Regions from separate parts of the Ovis aries genome. Here region 1 is linked to region 2. A link is a contact called in public Hi-C data. All regions are on one chromosome and are shown on one strand. Each heading gives the region's core, a stretch centred on a gene start, on an enhancer-like site or on the middle of the called end of the contact. The rest is flanking DNA. Distances are from core to core; before and after follow the strand shown.

Region 1 (5,293 bases), core at 411-2,910, 41 kb before region 2:
CAGCTACACTAAATAGGAACACAATAAATGTTTGTTTCCTCCTCTGCCCCCACCTATTGCTTGCCCACCTCTTGGAGGCAGAAAACTAAAAGATGAAAAAAGTCTTTCATTAAAAAAAAAAAAGCAAAATTTTCTTTAAGATATTTGAAGATAGAAAGAAAAAAAAAAAAGAACTAGAGGAATGTGGGGATGGTTAAAGAGGTAACGATCCCAGAATCTTGACTTTCCTTGGGAAAAACAGTCTTGAATGGGAAAAGCATATAGTTGTTATTGTTACTATCCCCCCATCCCACCCCATGGTGACAAACAATGGCCTTGGGTATGGCAGTAATGTCATTTGGGACAACACTTCTACAGAGCTAAGTATTCATTATTCACAGCAGTGTATTTGTGGAGGCACCTCAAAGGGCCTCTTATCCAGTCTCCTCTGCAGCCCAGATTTCTTTCACAGTTAGCCTGCCAGGGCATCGGCCAGCTTCTGCTTCAGTACTTCTCCCCAAAAGGAGCTCTTTACTTCATGAGCAGTTTGCCCTCTGTCACTAGGCAGCTGTAATGGTTAGACATTTTTTGGTAGAACTGAAATCTGTCCTCTTTTAAATTTCAGAATATACTGTTTCTAACTGCCTGTCGTATCTCGAGTTATTCTAATGTTTTAAGACCAGTTCAATCAAAGCATTAATCATCCCCCCACAACAGCAATAACAATTAGATACCCATTGGAAAATCAGGAGATTCTGATCTGCACAGATGACTGTCATGTACTTATCTTAAGCCCTTGTTCTAATGGGTAATTCCTGATTAACCTGAGTAATGAAAATGTATCACAATAAAGAAAGATTTGTCATGCCTTGTTATCACTTCATAAGGCTGTCCTTCTACATACCTGCCATAACATCAGGATATTTCTATCCCAATAAAACATGATCATGATGTGCTTGGCTAATAAAAAGGGAAAAAGCCACGTATTAAAAATATGTTTAAACGATTTTCGTGAGTGATGTAAATATAAACCACCACCATCACCAGTGTCAACAATATCCTCTGTTCATTTGCCTTTTGAAATCCCTGCCGCATCTTGGGGGTGGGAGGTAAAGGAAAAGGGAGGCAGAAAATTAGCATCTATTAAACGCTTTCCATTGCCAGGCACTGGGCTACACTCACAATAACCCTGTGAGATGGGTATTAACATGCCTTTTGGATGAGGAAATTGGACTCAGGGAAGTTAAGTAACGTGCCTGAGGTCAGATGGCTAGTACAGGGAATCAGGATTTTAACCTAGGTAAGTCTGTTTCCAAAGCCCACACTTATCCCCCTAAACTCGGACAGGTAAATTTTACTTTGATGCCCGCAGAGCCTCAACGAGTGGGTTCATACATGACGTTAGTGAGGCGTCTGTTGGGCTAGGAGACCTCCCCCTTCCCAGTCTGGACTCCCTGAGGGGCAGCCAGAAGTTCAGAGCCTGAACTTTGTGACTTTTGTGCTCGATCACATTACTGCCATCACCCAGGGGTGCCCACATATAATCGCAGGTGGTGACACAGGCGCCGTGACCGCTGTACGGTGACACACTCACAAAACGCAGTGTCATATTCGACCCACGCTGGGACCCACACAGGCCGGCTGTTCTTTCCCTTCTCCCGGGCAGTGACGTGCGCAGCCAGCAGGGGTCGCCGGCACACCAGGAATTACCACTCGCTGGGCCCGAACAGAACGGCAAGTTCCTCCTGTCTTCTCCTAAAATCTCTCGCTAATCCCTCCCCTTTCCTGCTTTCCCCTTCTAGCACCCTTTCTCTTCCCCAGGCCCTGTAGCTTCCTGTCGATGAGCTGGACAGTTGCTCCTTACATAGCACCTAAACTGCCCAATCCCAGCCTAGACTAGGGACCAGGGTTTCAGGCTCTCCATCCTGCTTTGGGGATAGAGGTAGCAGGTAAGGAGCCTGGATTGCCCACCCTTCTGGTTCGCCCTTGACCGATTAAGAGTCTGCCTCTTCTCAGTGTCTTCCCAGCACCAAGTCCTGGTCATCCATTTATTGTCCCAGTGTTCCTGTGAAAGGAAAAGTGAAAGTGAAGTTGCTCAGTCGTGCCCGACTCTTTGCAACCCCATGCATAGTAGCCTGCACCAAGCTCCCCCGTCCATGGGATTTTCAAGGCAAGGGTACTGGAGTGGGTTGCCATTTCCTTCTCCAGGGAATCTTCCCAACCCAGGGAATGTTCCTGTAATGTATGTCCCAAACATCCCGAGACTCCCAGGGTCCCTTAGCTCCTTCATCTTGGGACAGCCTGAAAATGAAGGAGGCAAATCTCTGGAGGAGTGAGTGATCTGTGACCTGTGGTTTTAGACGAGAAATCACAATTTGGGGAGTACAGGGGAAGGACCCAGGTACCCTGATTCCCAACAGAAAGAGGGGTCAGGTGTCTGCTCCCTGCAGGAAAGCTGTGGTCGCCTTCTGGGAGTGGCATCTCTCTGCTCTTTTCTGCCTCTCCCCTCCCATGCTGTAGCAACAACGCCCCAGCTTTTCCAAGCCCCCTTCTCTCTGCAGCCCCCTCCCCGCAACTCCTGGAGCCCAGTGATTGGCGGCTGCCTGCTGCAGGGCCGGCTGGGTTTATGGCTTTGCGGCAGCTGGGGAGAAAGCGAGGCCAGAGACAGAGAATGGAAACCAACCAAGAAATCGAGAATGATGAAAGAGTAAAAGAGAGGGAGACGGAGAGACAGAAAGACCTTGAGAATATCAGATACGCCAAATCAAAATAATGAGAGGGACAGGCTGAAGCAGAGATGGACGCAAAGAAAATCATAGAGATGCTGATAAAAGGTGAAAAAATGTAAGAGGGGTGGGATGAAAAAGAAAAGAAGAGGAAGGCATTTGGATGAGTCCCGAGAGTGGCTTCCCAAGGCGACAGGAATTACTCGTAGTAAGGGACTGTATATCTAGGGTAGACATCTAGGGATTCCTAGAAATTCTGAGACAGAAGAGGCCGGAGGATCTTGCAGTTCTCCCTACACCTGTGCTACCAGTTATCTGTTCTAGCCTTTTCCATGTTCACACCCTCCTGGAATTTTAAAGGTTTTTACAAAAAGTGTCCTCCTTAAGAATGATCCATGGGACTTCCCTAGTGGTCCCGTGGTTAAGAATCCACCTGCCAATGCAGGGGACATGGTTTGGATCCCTGATTGGGGACGATCCCACATGCAGCAGAGCAACCAAGCCTCAACTATTGAGCCTGCATGCCCAGAGCCCGATCTCCACAGCAAGAGAAGCCCCTGCAATGAGAAGCTCACACAGCGCAGCTAGAGATCAGCCCCAGTTTGCTGCATCTAGAGAAAGCCCGCATGTAGCAATGAAGGCCCAGCACAGCCAAAAACAAAATAGTAAAAAAAAGAGAATGACCCAAGATCTAATGTGGAAGGATCTTGCTGCATTTTCCATGAAATGAATGGGAACACTGAGGTCTGGGATTTAGGAGGGATTTCAACATTAGAGCTACACTTTGTTGCACATATATTATTAACCTGTAAGGTGGTTGGCTCTGTATGCACCTTGACTGGCACATACCAATGTTTATCTTATGTGATAGTAACTTCTCTGTCCTTTTTGCTATTATATAAGTAGGCTGTTTAACAGTGAGAGCTGTGTCTGCCCTTCTTTGTGGCTCCCACAGTGCCTTGTTCTTGTTTATTGAGTGAACCAGTGAATGGCCCCTGGAGATGTTTAAGCAGAGGTTGGATGACTACCAATGAGGGATGGAGTCCAGGCAATTTCTGCACTGAATGGAGAGCTGGAAATATATCTCTAAGCCCCTTTTTGGTTTCAAGATTCTATTAGTCCATATACATGAAACTAAGTTTGCTGTTTCTTTTCCTAGTTCTCCAGATATTCAGGGGCAAGATGCAAAGTGAAAAACCCCAAGTTACAAAGTAACTATTGTGGGTAGGGCTCTGCACAAGGTGTTTGACACAGCTGATCTCATATAATCATCAAAGATCCATTTTGCTGATGAGGGTTCAGAGAGATGAGGTGGTTCATTCCAGGTCACATGATTAGGAAATATGGCAAACTAAGTCTGCTGCTGCTGCTGCTGCTGCTGCTAAGTCACTTCAGGAGTGTCCGACTCTGTGCAACCCCATAGACGGCAGCCACCAGGCTCCCCCGTCCCTGGGATTCTCCAGGCAAGAACACTGGAGTGGGTTGCCATTTCCTTCTCCAATGTATGAAAGTGAAAAGTGAAAGTGAAGTCACTCAGTCATGTCCAACCCTTAGCGACCCCATGGACTGTAGCCTACCAGGCTTCTCTGCCCATGGGATTTTCCAGGCAAGAGTACTAGAAATCTCTAAATCCTTGTGATTGCTTCCATGCTGTGTGTTTCTACTGGTTTGAGAGATTTCCAAGGTTTCAGAAAGGCAAAGGAGTTGAGAAATGGAGGAAACAGGGAGAAGACATGGCTTTTAAATTTAGGGATGGGAGAGAGATTTGAAACTCTTAGGTGGGGATAGGGGAATCTACTTTTCTGAGAGTTACAATAGGACATTTCTGCTCTTATCTGATTATCAACAGGTACCTGGAGAAGAAGGGACAGGCACAGAGAAACTGGGAGGTGGGGTACTGAACACTGGAATCTCTTGTCATGGGTTCTGGCATTGGGAGCATGAGACACACAGGTACCTACAGAATGAAGTCTTGGGATTCCAGGCATTTCTCTTTCTGCCAGGAGGGATGGTGGGAGGCTGGGTGAATTTAGGGATGTCCACATTATAGGGATCCTATTTAGTGGCAGAGCTTAGACTAATGCTGTGCAGTAGAAATTTAATATGAGTCACATAGATAATTTAAAATCTAGTGCCTGCCTGCTTTCAGTTGTGTCTGATTCTTTGTGACGCTATGGACCATAGCCCGCCAGGCTCCTCTGTCTCTGGGATTCTCCAGGCAAGAATACTGGAGTGGGTTGCTGTGCCCTCCTCCAGGGGATCTTCTGGACCCATCTTTTACTGGCATCTTTTACATTTCTTGCATTGGATAGCGGGTTCTTGACCACTAGTGCCACTTGCGAAGCCCAAAATCTTCTAATAGCCACACTTGAAAAAGAACTAGGTGAAACTAACTTTAATAATGTATTTTATTTAACCCAATCTATTCAAAATATTATATCCCTTCAACATGCAGTCAATATAACGTTATTTTAAATTTGTTTTAGTTTTGGTGTTAAATATGAAATTTGTTATGCGATTTGCAGTTGACAAATCTGTCGACACTAGTCACATTTCAAGTGTGTTTTCGTGGAGAATTCACTGGTGGT
Region 2 (4,876 bases), core at 1,981-4,480:
CATCACTAAGCCCAGCTTCTCAATCAGCCATTTCACACTTATTACCGATCACTGTGTGCACAGAGCTCCAAAAGGCTCTCTCCCTGTTCTCATCTTAATAACCACTGCCTTCTTTTCCCCTTGCTGCTTCTGCAGACAGAGACTCAGACTCCTCAGCTCCTGGGTCTATCTTAAGAGCCCAGAAGTGTCTTCTGAAGCCTGGGATGTGGAACCTAGATACCTGGAAGAAATACCACGAAAAACCTAAAGAAACAGGGGGAGGGGGGACGGTTGGGAGAGAACCTCACAATTTCCCAGGATGGTATGGTCACTTATAGCAGCAAGAAAGACTAAGGTGAGAAGAGAGCAATAACTTCCAGGGAGCAGCCAGCTCTCCTCGTTTCCTGAGGCAGAAATCCTCCGCCCGATCCAGGAAGGGGTCAGGAGGGAAAGGGACCGATGGAAGGATAGCCTCTCCCCTTGAGCGGTGGGATTCAGTAAGGTGTGGCAGGAGTGAGTGGGGAAGGGGAGACAGAACAGAGAAAACGGACAGAAAAGAAGACGAGGCTGCGGCTTCCGCGTGGAGGCGCGAGTCCTATTCCTGCACACGGTAATTGCTAAATTACCCGCCATCTGCTCTGCTCTCAGACATAAATTATCTGCGAGGAGAAAAGACGCAGAGGCTGCGCACTTTTCTTTTTCTCCCCCAGTCCCAAACTAGGAGCAGCGGGGGGCTCTTCCCTCCAGCCCAAGTGAAGGCGAGGGTGGTGGGACCACCTGATGGGGAAACAGTCCCCCTTTGCTTTCTGCTTTCTCCAGAGGAGGAGTGGCTTTGGGGCGACCGAGGTCCCAGCGCTGCCCAGGGTCCTTTCTGACTTGGGGCGGGGCGAGCTGTGGGCTGGCCAGGCCTCGCGAGGCCACTGAGGAGGGGGCGGGGCGCGCCCTAGTGGGCGGGGCTTCCCTCAGGTGTGACCGAATTGCTTCGGCAGGTTTTTCCCTGGTCACCTTCCACCTCCCCCACTTCCCGCCCACTGCTTTACTCGTGGGGAGAAGTCTCTTAAGCTCTCATTTACACTTGTCCTGTCTGCCAGAAGGAAGAGAGGGAGGAAAGCAGGCAGAGAGGGCTTGAGGAAAGAGGAAAGGGGTGGGGGGTGCGGACCTTGGTTTTATTCGGCTCTGCACCTTATCCTTCCCCTCTAGATTCTGAAGAGTGGCAGAGATGTGAAAGCAGATATAGGGCAATAACTTGAAATGGGGCAAAATGGTAGAATGCAGCAGGTTGCAGAGATGGAGGTAATGCGAAAGCAGAGCTCCCTGGGAGGTGGGGTGGTTGGGGAGGTGGGCAAGAGAAGCAGGCGATCGGGCTGGGGAGGTGAGCGAGGAGTGGAAGGGGGCAGAGCGGGAGGTGGGCAGGGTGAGAGGGTCAGAGAGCTGGAGACGGGCGGGGAGGTGGAGTGGTGGAGCAGATGGAGGAGGATGGAGCGGTAGAGAGATATGGGGTGGGGTGGGGTGTGGAGGTGGAAGAACCAGGATGGGGCAATGCCTGATGGAAGCTCAGAGATGGTTAGGGTGGTGAATTGTCTAGAAGGAGAGCCAGAAGAGGCTCAGAGTGGAGATGACAGACAGCAGTTCAGAAAGCAGGTCAGGCTCTGGAAGGAAGGTAGGGAGCAAAGGCTGTGATACAGAAAGCTAGGGTGTTTGTGGGTCCTTGGAGGGTCCCAGGAAGGTGAGCGTCAGACCTTCAGAGCCGCTTCCCACTTTGAGGCTGAGGCCTGACTCTGCAGGGGCGTTGAGGAAGCCTCTTAAGAAGCTGGGGTAGGGGTGCAATCCTGTTCCCTGCCCCATCCTCAGGCACCTGCTGGGTGTGCACATTAGGGTGGGGGTGTGCTGGGCGGCTTCCCAGTTCTGAGAGCAGAAGCTGGTGGGGTTTCTTCCGAGCGATTGTTTAGTATTCATGGGGCGACGCAATCTCTCCCACATCTGCTTAGCACAGCAAGTCCTGTCATATAACTGTCTCCCGCACTGTCTGTCCATAAAGAATGTCTCGGAATTGGTGTAATTCAGAGAAATTAATGACGACTTTCCGCGGGACTGCTCCCTGGGGGATGATTAACACTTCATCGTCCATCTGATGCGCGGGGCCCAGCGCTCCATCGCGAACATTTGGGCCGTGGCCAGCCGCATTAAAGGTTATTACGGAAAACGCGACCTGCAAACGGGCGAGAGGCATGATGGACCGGGAGGGGCGGGGACCAGGGTAGGGGCGGGGGAATCGGATGGAGCCGGCCAAGTCCGAGATCAAGTTTCCCCATGTTGGCGCACCTGGGGGTCTGAGGCGGAGAGAGGCTGGGTTTCTGTTTCAAGGGATGCAGGACTGGGAGAGTGTTGGGGAGACCCTCACCAGGGGGACTGGGAAAGAAAGAAGGTGACTTTCCACAGTGGACACATTGCTGATGGAGGCTTTCCCTGTCTTTTAATCGTTACAGTATTATTGGGTAAATTTTATTTAACCCCACCTTACAGGTGATGAAACTGAAGCTTAGAGAGGTTGTGTACTGTGTCTTAGGTAACACAGCTTATTCAGAGGCAAAGGCAGGATTTGCGTTCAGGTCCTTGATTCCTGAACTCTTGGTCTTTCCACCACACCACTGGGGAGAAGGTCTCACTCTTTTATATGTCCACCTCAACTTCAGGCACGTAGGCCTGTGTGTGGCAGACAGGTGCTCAAACATGTTTGTTGTATAAATGAATGAATGAGCTTTGCAGGTTCCATTTCAATGGACGAGAATCCCAGAGATTCTGGAGGCAGGAAAGGGAACATAGCATAGGAGTTCCAGTTGGGGTCAGGAAACTGGAAATAGGTTTCCTGTGGGTTTCTAAGCTTCCCCTGGGGGCATTCTAAACCTCTAGAATCTAGAGGGCTGGCATCTTCATCCTTAGCCGGAAGGAAGGAGTGGAGACACATGTATGTATGTATACACGTGTGTTGGTGAGTGTAGGAATATGTGTAAGTTTGTGTGTATATGCTTGTCTGTATGAGTTCATGAGCATATGTCTGTGTTGCGTGTGTGTGAGGATGTGATGTGTGGATGTGTGTGTACTTTGAGGGTGTCCGTGTATGTATGAGCGGTGTGTGTGTATCTTCATCTATGCAGGTGAATGGGTGTATGATGCGTGTTGTGTCCCCGGGGAGCCTCACAGCCGAAGATATCTTTCGTTTGCTGAAATCTCTAACAGGTTCCAGGATGTGGCATGTGGTGGGGCTGAGGTGAGAGGCCAGGAGAGGAAGGCTGTTTCTGCTGGGGACGCGGGGGGTTGGGTAGCCTGAACAGTGGGTGCCTATGCCCCACCAGGCATGGGGGTGGTGGTGTCAGGGTCCCAGATCTGAGGCTGGGTGGAGACCTGGGCCCTGAGGTCTTCATTCCAGGCTTGAATTGGAAGTGCTCAGAGGCCCTGCTCTGACCCAGGAGGGCGGTGAGGAGGTGGGGCCCAGACAGGGGCCTGGGCAGTGGAGGGGTCAGGCCTATTCTCTGCACATCTTCGATTAGGTTTTAGGAGTGTCTTCTACCCAGGCTGCAAGTCCTAGCTCTAGGCTCCACCCATTCTGCCTTAGGGTGGTAGAGTCCCGGAAAGGCTTCATTGTGAAGGTCTCTGGCTCTGGGGGTGGTGGTGATCCATAACCACAGTGAGAACACCTTTCTCTAGTAAGCACTATTCAGGCAGGTCCAAAACAAATGTCCTTGTCTCTTGGAGACATACAAGCTGAGGCTTTCAGACCTCTTGTGCTGGGAAGTTCTTCCTGGATTTAACCTTACATCCTCTTGCTATACCATGTGCCCAGTAAGCCCAGGCTGAGTTTGTGAAATTGGAACCTAGCACCCCCTGGCATGGAAATAGCTTCTTCTGGATAGGGGAGTGGGTCTGAAGTTTAGGGACACTCAGAGAATGGGAGACTGAAGCCTGGAGGATCATAGATGGGTCCGGTCATTCTTGGAGAGGAAGGCAATGATCACAGGACAATATCAGAGACAGGAGTTCGGAAACCATAGGTTCCAGCTCACTTGCTTTACAGACAGCAGCTAGAGCCTCAGAGGCAGGAAGACTCAATCAGTGTCCTAAGCCCCTGACTCCTAGTCTAGGAATCCTTCTTGTGTCCCCTTGAGGAACCTGACTCTTCTTCTCTTCTCTTGGTTTTATGGAGTTGGGGAGAGAGGGAGGAATACTTCAGCTAATGGGGGACTGTCCCCCTTCTTCTTGCTGAAGGCTTCAGCGACTCCTTCCCAGTCTTTCCAGCTGGGCTTCGAGGCCTCTCACCCGCCAACACCTGTTCCTCAATTTCCCATCCCCCTTGCAGGCCCCCACCATCTGCTCTCTTGGATGCATCCAGGGGCAGCCCTCATGTCGTTTGCTCCTCCCTGCCTTCTCCTAGCCTCATGGTCTATGCCTAGTCTGAACCATTTCGTCTCCTCCTCCTCTTGCAGACTAGCCTCTTGACCCTTTGCAATATCACCTCATACTCACCTCCTCTGGGAAGTCTTCCTTGATTAATCCTCCTGTTTCTGGATCCCAAACATTCTCCTTCTAAACCACTGCCAGGGTAGCTGCAAGTCTCTCCTGGTTCTTCTGTCTGCTCTTTCCAGCTGCATAACTTGTCCCTGCTCCCACTTCCAAATGGAAGGTGCCTCAAAGGCAGGACTGATTTCTCCTCCCTCCCAGGACCCCTCTCCATGCACCAGAAGGGTCAGGACTGCAGCGGAGAATTGACTGAACCTTGTCCCCTTTCTGCGCTCTGGGGATGGGAGAGCTAATGGTGTCCAACTGGATCTCCTCCCGAGGAGGGAGGTGGCAATACAGACCCTTCCTGGTCTTTATTCTGTGTTAGGCCTCACCCCTCGCT

What was found. A called contact is a pair of places that touch in the nucleus more often than the background predicts.
Region 1: a contact with region 2 is called in a Hi-C map of liver, with 6 times the contacts expected there. The contact joins two enhancer-like sites. A contact is called at or near these places in 13 of 16 Hi-C or Micro-C datasets (blood, hypothalamus, liver and 6 more).

The regions. Positions count from the first base shown.
Region 1 is chr3:132,831,683-132,836,975 of ARS-UI_Ramb_v3.0, reverse strand. No RefSeq gene overlaps it. Among named protein-coding and RNA genes, the nearest start is that of CALCOCO1, 21 kb to the right of the region's middle. Within about 2 kb of position 1,660, at least 2 of the 54 cell types and tissues checked have an H3K27ac peak or open chromatin away from gene starts, as enhancers often do. A contact at or near this core is called in liver, where this site is marked.
Region 2 is chr3:132,792,430-132,797,305 of ARS-UI_Ramb_v3.0, reverse strand. No RefSeq gene overlaps it. Among named protein-coding and RNA genes, the nearest start is that of CALCOCO1, 19 kb to the left of the region's middle. Within about 2 kb of position 3,230, at least 5 of the 54 cell types and tissues checked have an H3K27ac peak or open chromatin away from gene starts, as enhancers often do. A contact at or near this core is called in liver, where this site is marked.